Linked DNA regions of Mus musculus: region 1 is linked to region 2. A link is a contact called in public Hi-C data. All regions are on one chromosome and are shown on one strand. The core of a region is the stretch at or near the end of the contact, and the rest is flanking DNA. Distances in the headings are between cores, read along the strand shown. Region 1 overlaps Ppm1l (protein phosphatase 1 (formerly 2C)-like). Region 2 overlaps Ppm1l (protein phosphatase 1 (formerly 2C)-like).

The links. Hi-C and Micro-C count contacts between places; a contact is called where the count stands out from the background.
Region 1: a contact with region 2 is called in a Hi-C map of the G1E-ER4 cell line, with 4 times the contacts expected there. The contact joins two enhancer-like sites. A contact is called at or near these places in 18 of 484 Hi-C or Micro-C datasets (3T3-L1-derived adipocytes, the G1E-ER4 cell line, the HL-1 cell line and 14 more), 1 of 115 datasets of contacts at active chromatin or transcription factors (embryonic stem cells) and 3 of 9 other capture datasets (adipose tissue, embryonic stem cells and pancreatic islet).

Annotation. Positions count from the first base shown.
Region 1 is chr3:69,482,729-69,487,551 of GRCm38.p6, forward strand. All of the region lies in intron 1 of Ppm1l (protein phosphatase 1 (formerly 2C)-like), which reads left to right. Among named protein-coding and RNA genes, the nearest start is that of Gm52607, 23 kb to the left of the region's middle. Within about 2 kb of position 3,258, at least 35 of the 459 cell types and tissues checked have an H3K27ac peak or open chromatin away from gene starts, as enhancers often do. A contact at or near this core is called in the G1E-ER4 cell line, the HL-1 cell line and embryonic fibroblasts, where this site is marked.
Region 2 is chr3:69,354,364-69,359,263 of GRCm38.p6, forward strand. The region is part of intron 1 of Ppm1l (protein phosphatase 1 (formerly 2C)-like); the gene reads left to right. Among named protein-coding and RNA genes, the nearest start is that of Ppm1l, 40 kb to the left of the region's middle. Within about 2 kb of position 2,043, at least 19 of the 459 cell types and tissues checked have an H3K27ac peak or open chromatin away from gene starts, as enhancers often do. A contact at or near this core is called in the G1E-ER4 cell line, the HL-1 cell line and embryonic fibroblasts, where this site is marked.

The DNA of each region.
Region 1 (4,823 bases), core at 2,008-4,507, 130 kb after region 2:
CAGTCTTCTGCCCTTCTTAACTGTCCCTCTGGCTTTACATTACCAAGAGGTGCTCGGTTTCTTAAACCAAGGAAGCATACATTTTCCTTCCATCAAAATTCATTTTTATCACAAATGATAAACTAATACAGAATTCTTCTTGGCCTGATAGCTTATGTACAATGGGGTAGCATGCAGTAAAGCTACTGTTTATAGACACCATTTGGAAAATATTGCAGGACTTCCACACATATCCAAACTTGATGTTCTTTTTAACTGAAGAACTAGAAAAGACCTTGAAAATTTATCTAGTTCTTTAGAAGAAGACCTTAAAATACTGTGTTTTTTTAAAATGTGATATCTGTGTATAAAACTTAGTTTTCTGCACTTGAAGGAAATATTTCAGAGTTCTCATGTTAGCTTGTTAATAGCTGTCCAGTGCTCATTCTTCTTCGATATGGGTGAACAATCTGTCCTGGAAATGAAGTCATTTGTTGAGTGGTCCACGTGTCATGTTCTTTAACTGATAAATAATGTCTGCCATGGGCATTGTTTTTGTCCTCCTATAATTTAATGATACTGTGATTTGTACAGATGCTAGCTTTTATTTCTTTTGTCTTGAATGCCAAAGAAACTCGGAGTCTTCTTTGATTGGTCTCTAACAAATAAAAAGAGTCTTAATGCACGTGTTCGGTGTGTCTACGTTTTTTTAGCGTGTGACTTCTGAAGTTTTGCCTACGCAAAATATTTATGATGGTGGTCTAGATTGTTGCTAGAGTGTTCGAGGGCACACCAGTGAGCGTACGTGTCTGGCAGGGTTGTAGTGAAAGTTTAATGAGGTAGTCTCTAGAGCACCGAGCGTCGAGCCCATGACACAGCAAGAACTCAGTACACTAGCCGGCTGGTTAGGAGCGCGGCTGGCCCACCCAGGAGGGTAAGTGAAGTTGCTTCCAGTTTTCCCAGCTCTCCTCCAAGGAGGGCTGGTAGGTGGATGGACTCTGGCCACTGTAAATGTTCCCACTGGACTTCCTCTTGGGAACTGAGATTCTCACAGTGGGAAATATTAGCCCATTCTAGATATGAGTCTATATGTCTTTCTCAAATTCTCTGTGATGGGGAACTTCCTTCATTCAACAAGACCTGCATGAGAGGCTAGTGAGGTGTGGGGGTTTGGAGAGGGGAGCCCGTTAGACCTCTGTCCTGCTCAATTGAAAATGCCACTTTCCTATCCCACAGCGGGGAGCGCTCGCACATTTTGCAGTAGAGAAACGTTCATTTTAGCCTGCGTCTGTTGTCATTGCAAATGAGCGGTTTAAAACTAGAATATTTCAGATTTGTCCAATGTTTATGTGTTTGATTTCTCTACCTGTGAAATTACCAATTCTGTGTTCTCATGGCTCCAGTTTTCCCACACTTTAAAAATCACGCTGACATAGCTGGCTGTTACCTCTTACCCCTCCTACCCCACTGCCTGTCCTAAGTTCTTGGCACAGCCTGGCTCTCTAGGCAAGCCGAAGGCTACCCTAGGCTATTAGGTTCCTTGGTTGTCTCTCTTGAAAGAGCATCCTTACGTCTGTTAGCATGTGGTCCCTCACCTCTCCCCTAGCCCCACAGCATGCTTGGAGCGGGCACGGCGCCCCTCCCCCAACATGTATCCTCAACATCTAAAATAGTGTTCCCTTGGCATGTACAATAAAAATGAACAGCAAAGAGGCCGTCCTAGCCCTGGACTGTGCACCGACCTATCCAGCTGTGTTTTTTTGGAGCTGGCAGTAGGCATCTTTTCTTTCTATGGTCTACGACCGATTTGCCTATTGAGAGCTAAGGATCTGTCACTTTGTGTTTACATAAGCAGGTGCGCTCGCTGCTGAAATTACAGCCTTTCCATGCAATTAGGTATCCTTTTCTTCTCTTTTCTAAAATAAGATGTCCTTTTGAGTTCTGTGTGTAGTTACACATTCCTGCCGGTGATTCCAGCTTCCCTTCCTTCTGCCTGCATCCTGGTGCAGTGCTCTGGCTGACTTGGCTGAGGTGAGGGTGCTCTTCTGACCATGCCAGGGTACATTCAAGAGCAAATTGTGGTGTGGTTTCACACAGCTTTCTAAGGGTTGCTTGACTGCCCACAAGCTGCCGGGAAGAATGTCAGTGCCGTCTGGTATCTCCTAAGACAGTCACTTTGCTTCAGAGTGGGGAGGGCTCCGGCTCTCTGAGGCTCAGCAAACTGCCAATTCTAAATGACAGAAAAAGGAGCCTGTGGCAATGTCAATGCATATAGTCAGTTTTTTTTTATAAGAATTAAAAATATTATAGGTTAGCAGGGTGGCTCAGTGGGCTAAGTCAGCCCTGGCAAAGCCTGATAGCCTGACTTCAAGCCCCAGAACCACTATAGTAGCGGGAAAGAAGGAAGCTTGCAATTTGTCCTCTGGGCACCCCACAGACTTGCATGCACATACACAAATACGTGATACATATAATTTAATAAAATAGGTTAGTAATAGTAGTAATTAAAACAACAACATCAACAATAACAACAACAACCTTTACAAGCTAGAGAGTCCTGGGATATGCACAAGGGCTGTTGTAAAGGGCCTGGTACAACCCTAGGAGTCTGTCAGAACTTACTGTAAAGCTGGGTAGAAATCCATGCTACATTGTATCAAATTCAACTAGCAGGTGCGATCCAGAGTTCTCCCTCTCAAATACATAGCCCAAGTTAAAACAGATTTGAACCAAGGATAGAGCAAACCCCATGACTAATTTTAAAGGAAGCCACCCCCCTCCCTACCCCAACAAACTGACAGTTGGAGTTCTAACCCACAAAGATGCTGATCAAGGCCAGCCACCTAATTCGGTAAAGAACACAGAGGCCTTTCCCTTGTGTGCATCTACTGAGACTTTCCTGTGACCATGATATCTTTCTGAGTTTCAGGGAGACGGATCATAAAGGTACTTGCTGTCCAGCTAGATGACCTGAGCTGAATGATTGGGGGTGAGGGTGGGGGTTCTCATTGAGTTAGTCATGAGACACTAAATAAAATTATCACCAAGTCACTGAGTAGAAAGTTCAACCCTTCTTATTCCATTTCATATAAAAGGACCCTAAGTCTAATACTGGCCTTGAAAATCCTTCTTGAAGCCACATCAGCCCGACTCATCTGGAGCTTCCCTGACACTCTGGCCACCCCTGCTTCCTGGAGGTAGCTATGGGGTAGCAGCCAAGTGAGGCCCAGTAGGAGTCCTCTGGAATTGTTCCTGTATAAATAGCTGTCTCAAGCCAAGAATATTTTATGTATGTTCTGACTAAGACCTCCAGGGGCAGCTCTAGTGTCATAGCCTTGGAATGCTATCATTTTGATTAATAACTCACGAGGTTTTTGTAATTCATTTGTAACAGTCCCATTGGCTTTCTCAGTCCTCAAGGGCATTTTCAGTAAGAATTATTTGTGGAACTTTCTAGAATACATTTGAGTAATACTTATGGAAGTTAATATTTCCCCAGGCTCCATAGCCCAAGATTCAGAAATGGGAGGGAATTTAATAAGGAATAAACCATATAATTTTTGAAATAATAAAAAAATATTTCTCCATAAATCAATATCATTGGATCTTTTTCCTATGCCTCTCAAGTGTGTAAAATGTGAAACAATTTCTTCTTTATGACTGCAGACGAGATAGGAACTTGCTCATCGCAAAACATTAGCCCAACAACTTTGGCTGAGTGCTGTTTCAGTGCTCATTAGATTGGTGAGCGTTGGGCTGGTCGGCTGGCTGTTTTTATGCTGCCACCATCGCTTAACATCTAAAAGTGTATGTGTGCTCTGAAAACAAAATTCAGGGAAGGACCATCAAAGTAGTGTGATATTTACTGTTGAATTCCTGATCTTTCTCTGGAGTGTGTGTGGTAATTGAGGAGCAAAGAATTCGTTCTTCATACCCTTGGAAGTAGGGAAATAACCTCAGCTTCTTAATCTGTAAACAGGTTCTAAAAAAATAAGCCCGGAGGCTTAAATGTAGGTTTTGATCAAAATAATAAGAGGAGCTAACTCACGGCTAGACAGTGTTTGATACATTGGCTGATTATATCTTAGAATAATTAGAGACCAGAAGTCTGGAAAGTGGGCTGGTATGGGTTTTGTGGATAAGGCCAGCCATCCTTAGCTAGAAAGACATACTCCGTTGTGTGAGATTAGAGGTATATTTACATGCCCTGGCATGCTTCATGCTACCACATGAACTTGACCTCATAGTAAATGTGAGTTAGCAGAATGATAAACTTAGTAAAAGTTCGTTTCCTGAGGCATCCCAGAAGGATTGTCTCTAGTGATGTGTAGCTTAGTGGTTGGTCATCACGTTACTGCTTAGATTAAAACTTGAGCTTCAGCATTAAGTATGTTCTGTAATTTTCTGTCCTCCACATGCTGGGTTCCCCCTTCGCCATAACCATTGACACAACCGTTGGCAGCCATGGCTCTCCATAGCGATCTAAAATTGCCATAGAAGTGAGACTTCATGGTTGTGCTTCTGGTGAACACCTGGTGCCATCTCTTGAAGGTTCCTAGTTTGTTTTTTTGAGGCAGAATTACGAGGTTAGGAGTACAAGATGGTCTCTCAAGGGTTCTTTCCTTAAATAACCTCTTTAGGTTAGAAGTAGCAAAGACTAAAAATGGCAAGAAGTGACAGTGTTGGCAGGCAGAGAAGAGAAATCACTCTTGCTCTCCTGCGTCCTTGTCCTGGTGGGCAAGGGCATTCACTCTGACTTTCTTCTAAAGTGCCTGGAGCCAAAGAACACCTGTCAGAAGTTAATGATATGTTACCATAAGAAAGATGGATTCCAATGGGGACCT
Region 2 (4,900 bases), core at 793-3,292:
TAACTCTAGAGAAGGATGAAACTATGTCATTTGAGGGGAAATGGCCGCAACTGGAGAGCATCAGATTGCGTGAAGTGAGTCAGTCACAGAAAGTCAAATATTGTTATTATTTCTCATTTGCGGATTTTGGATTTTCTGTGGATCATGAAACCATTCCTTCGTATTTGTCAAAGTAGAAATAGACTGCCCAGGGGAACAATGTGGCATTGGAGGGCATCTCTGTGTACAGTGGATATGCAATAAAAGAGTAGGTTGCAAATTTCCATGTATTTGTTAAATAGCTCTTTAAAACATATGAACATAGCATTTTAGGGCCAATCAGCCCTTAATGAACATGATCATTAAACCTTTGCTTAGAAGGACTTTTTGCACTTGGAGTAAAGAAAAAAAAAATGTGTGTATTTTACAAGTTGTAAGGGCCAAGAGATAGTGATAGTTTATTTCTGGCTATCCAGAGTAGAGAACTGCCAATTTAACACCATTGGCCTGTGTCAAGTCATGTGACAAGGAAAGTCTCTTCTCGCTCTGATAGATTCCACAATGTTCCAGAAAGCTAGAGTGATCTCCTAACCACACCTTCCTGGTTTTCCCTTTCCTGCTCTCACCTTTGACCTTTACCTCCACCGCCAGGCAGGCACTACCATCAGCACCAGCACCAGTGTGTGTGTGTGTGTGTGTGTGTGTGTGTGTGTGTGTGTGTATGTGTGTGTGTGTGTGTGTGTGTGTGTGTATGTGTGTGTGTGTCTGTGTGTGTATGTGTGTGTGTGTCTGTGTGTGTATGTGTGTGTGTGTATGTGTGTGTCTGTGTGTGTGTGTGTGTGTGTGTATGTGTATGTGTGTCTGTGTGTGTGTGTGTGTGTATGTGTGTGTGTGTGTGTGTGTGTGTGTGTGTGTGTGTGTGTAGAACTGAGATTTCAGGATGCTGGGTGTGAACCCACGCTGGCATTAGGATTTCTTTAATATTTAAAATAGGGAAGAGGCTCTCATCGGGTCAGGGCATTAGGAAGAACACTAGTTTGCTAATGGAGTCCTGAGTTGGCTCCATTATTTCTTTACATTTATTCATTCTCTGCTCTCTATCCCCCGCCCCCAATCTCCCCCACCTCCAGACTCTCACATTTGAGACTGGCTGGTCTCAAATGTGCTATGATATTTGCACATGTTCAAGACCATGCTGGCCTTGAACTCAACAGAGATCCGTCTCTGCCAACTAAATGCTGGGATCAGAGGTATGCACTGTCACGCCTAGCAAATTCATGTCTGTATTAAGCTCTTAGAGTGTTATTATGGTAGAGCAAGCGCATGGTAAGCAGATCTGTTCAGAAAAGCATACACATGGGCACACATGTGCGTGCGCATTATGCTGTAAGTTATAAACATCTTCGGTAAGGCTACATTAGAAGACAGGGTGATATGATGGAAAAAGAACATGGACTTTGGAAAGTCACAAAGATCTGAGTTTCGATATTTTTGCTATGGCAAGAGCAGTGGTTCTCTTGGGGCAGTGTATTTTATTTCTAAGATCTCATATTTTTATTGTCTTTAATTATGTGCATGTCTGTGTGTAAGAATGTGCATCTGAGAGCTCATATACACACAGAGGGCACATTTGGATCCCTTGGGAGCTAGACTTACAGATCGTGTACAATGGGGTGTACAAGTGAGCCATCCGACAACAGGACTGGGAATGGAGCCCCCGTTTTCTGGATGAGGAATACATGCTCTTAACTGCTGAGCCATTTCTCAAGCCCCAGAAAATGTATTTTTATAAAGTTAATTTTCTTGAAAGAAGGAAATAAAACGTAGTAGAGCATAAGAATTCGGCAAATCAGAGTCTCGGTATGCTGCTCAGCCTAGCCTCAGACTTAACGACCTTCCTGCCTTCATTTCCTCTGCTGGATTTATAGGCATGTACCACCATGCTTGTTTTAATTTAAAATAAAAACAAAACAAAAAAAATTATTACTCATACCACTGGTGTGAGTAATCCAGACTCATTGGAAGGAGAACAGAGGCACAGCCTCTACATAGGGACTGGGGAAATTTCCCTTCATGGATTTGCTGTAAGACTCCTGAGTTTCCCGGGAGGGGGAGGTTGGTCAGCTGGACTGGCTGCGGTTAAGAGAGCCCTGAGGATAAGGGAGCACAGCCTGTGAAAGCCTGGGGAGGACTCAGGGTGTGGCTCTGCCAGGGGGAGGAGTGCTGGCCCCTCTAGGCACTGAGCACAGTTCCTCCTGCATTAATTAATTAATTGTCATTAATCCAGCGCCCTTGGAAGGCCAACCCCCTTCTGGCTTCTGACCGTTTGTTTAATAATTTAACCAAATTTATGCCCATCTTGAGTAAGACATCCCAACCTTCCATGTTTTGAAGAAACTACCGATAACTTTTTTTAAAAAAAGAATGCTAATGTCTACGTCAAGAAAAAAATATTAAATGCTAGAACGGCAAGTCTGTGTTCCTGTCATTCTAGAGATGAGGCAGGAGTTTGAGGGGAACTTGGGCCACACAGTGAGACCTTGTCAACCCTAAAAACAAAGAAAATGACTGTTATCTGTCATGCAAATTTAAATAAGATCTAATGAGAAATGAAATGTCAGCGTTTAGATGGACAGATACATGCACGTGCTCTGTGGTGACTGTTTCCTGCCCGAGAACAGTCTTCCTAAGTCATTTTTACCACGGTTACTTTTTATTTAGCACTTTGATGGTGTGTAACAACTCAGAGATGGAGAACAGTTTTCCATGCTAGTCTTTGAACTTTCATATTCAAATACATTTCCCTCCACTGCCTTTATTGGTCTTAAATTTTTTCCTAGGTAGTATTTAATCTTTAAAAAATATTAGAAGGTTGTTTTTAAAAGTCTCTTCCTTGCTAAAGGACCACTGTGTCTGCTAGATTATAAGCGTTGTTGGATAATTTCAAGCTTCCAGAGATTTTGATATTCCAAAGTTCAACAGTGCAGCTTTCAAAGTAAGAATGCCTGAGAAAATTCCACTTCCACACCTAAAATTAGATATGACAGCAGAGACCACAGGCAGGCATTTTACCAGACGCGGTAATTGCATGTTTTCTTTTTGAGAAAACTTGAAGACAGAAAAAAAACCCACAAACAAAAAACCAAGCAGTTAGCTCTTTATTAAACAAACTCTATGGCTGTCTTTTTTTTTTTTTTCCTTTTTTCTTTTTTTGACAGTCCTTCTGTCTACTTATTTGGTTTGAGAATCAGTTGTAGCCAGTTATCTACGATGGACCTCCCATGGTGCAGATTTTGATGGTTTTAATAAATAGATGAGATTTGTTGTTTTATACTTTGGATCTTATTTTTCCTTAATCAAATCTATGAGGTATCATAAATAATCTCCTCGCCCAGCTTTGTGTGTAGATAGCTGTGTTTGCAACATAGACCTTTGTCAAGTTCAAGACAGACGTGTTTTTAGAGGTTTTTGTTTTTGTTTTTGTTTTTAGAGATATTTGGAGTGTCTTGCAAGTGCTCTGTTTACCTCTCCAGGTTTATTTCCCCGGTGACTTTAAAAACACACTCAACTGTTAGTGTGAAAAAATTCACATTTACAGTTGGCCCCAATAGTAACTGGCAGTATGTCATGTGGAAAGAACTTGGTGCTCTTCCTTCACATTTGGCAAATTGACTGGAGGTAGGGTGGTGGTTGGAAACACACGGGACTCGAGTAGGCACAGCCTTCTTTGGGTACAGGGTGACTTTCTTGTGACACCTGGGTCACCCTCCACTCCATTGTCCTGTGGGACTCTTGGCTATGCTCCCAGCAGAGAGGATTGCTCTGGCCCCGCTTGGCAGAGCATCTGGGATCTTGATTACCACCTTTGTAAACCAGAAGCTTGTGGAATTTAGAACTTGCTCTGACTTCCATCAGGTCGGAGGCTAATACGTGTGACCGTCACCTGCAGTCTGAGTGTTTGCGAGTTTTAGAAATAAGAAGGTTCTGTATTAAGTTTGGCAAATGAAGCATTAGGGAGTTAGTTTCAGAAAGGTGGTCTCCTCGCTAACATGGAAAAGCCCTGCACCGTTGGACTTGTCTGATTGCTGCCTGCAACACTGCAGTGGAATGCACTTTAAACTGTATTAATGTTGAAATTGGACACCACCTCGATTGCCTATAAAGCCTTGCATCAATTTTCTAGGAAGAGTGTAGCCTGTGCCTGCAGTTTACGGGCAGAATCTGGCCCGCAGACCCATTTATTAGCCCTGGTCAGATTTAAAAACCTGTAATTTCACTCAAGGACTAGATTCTGAGTATCCTTTGGAAATCTGGAGATTGTGTCAGTATTGAGCATTTCGTTGACTGGACCTAAGAAAGCAACAGACATCAGCCTGGCCCCCACCCCAACCCTGCGCGCTCACCTCCCCAGCTACCTTCCCCCGACCCCTTAAAACTGCTTTAGCTTGGGCAAGCCATACCAACTGATGCCTTATGCCCAGCCTTCTTGTCCTGCTTCCATTACCAGTCTCTGAACACTTGAGAGCCTGGATCATTTCCACAGCGCTCTCTATCCATGCTCACCCTCGCCTTACGTGAAGGAACACCTTGCTGGGCTCTGAACCTTCGCCCATTCTAATCCTTTTGAGGTTCCTTTCCCTGCTTGTCCATTTGATCACTGTCTTTGGGGTGCCATCCCCGGCACATCTTGTCGCTGCCCTGTTAGATGGTGCCCAGCAACGTGCCCTTCATTGCTTTGACTCTTAGCATGCTGTACTCAGGTTGAGTTCCATGTCCTTTCCCTGTGGATGGAGGACCTTTGAGGACAAGGCCTGCCTTCCTACACTTGGATTTATGCAAATCCTCACAGTTCTTGCTACAAAAGAGGGTTGAGAGATATTATTTTTGATTGACATATTTTAATGTTGCTAAAGGCAATATT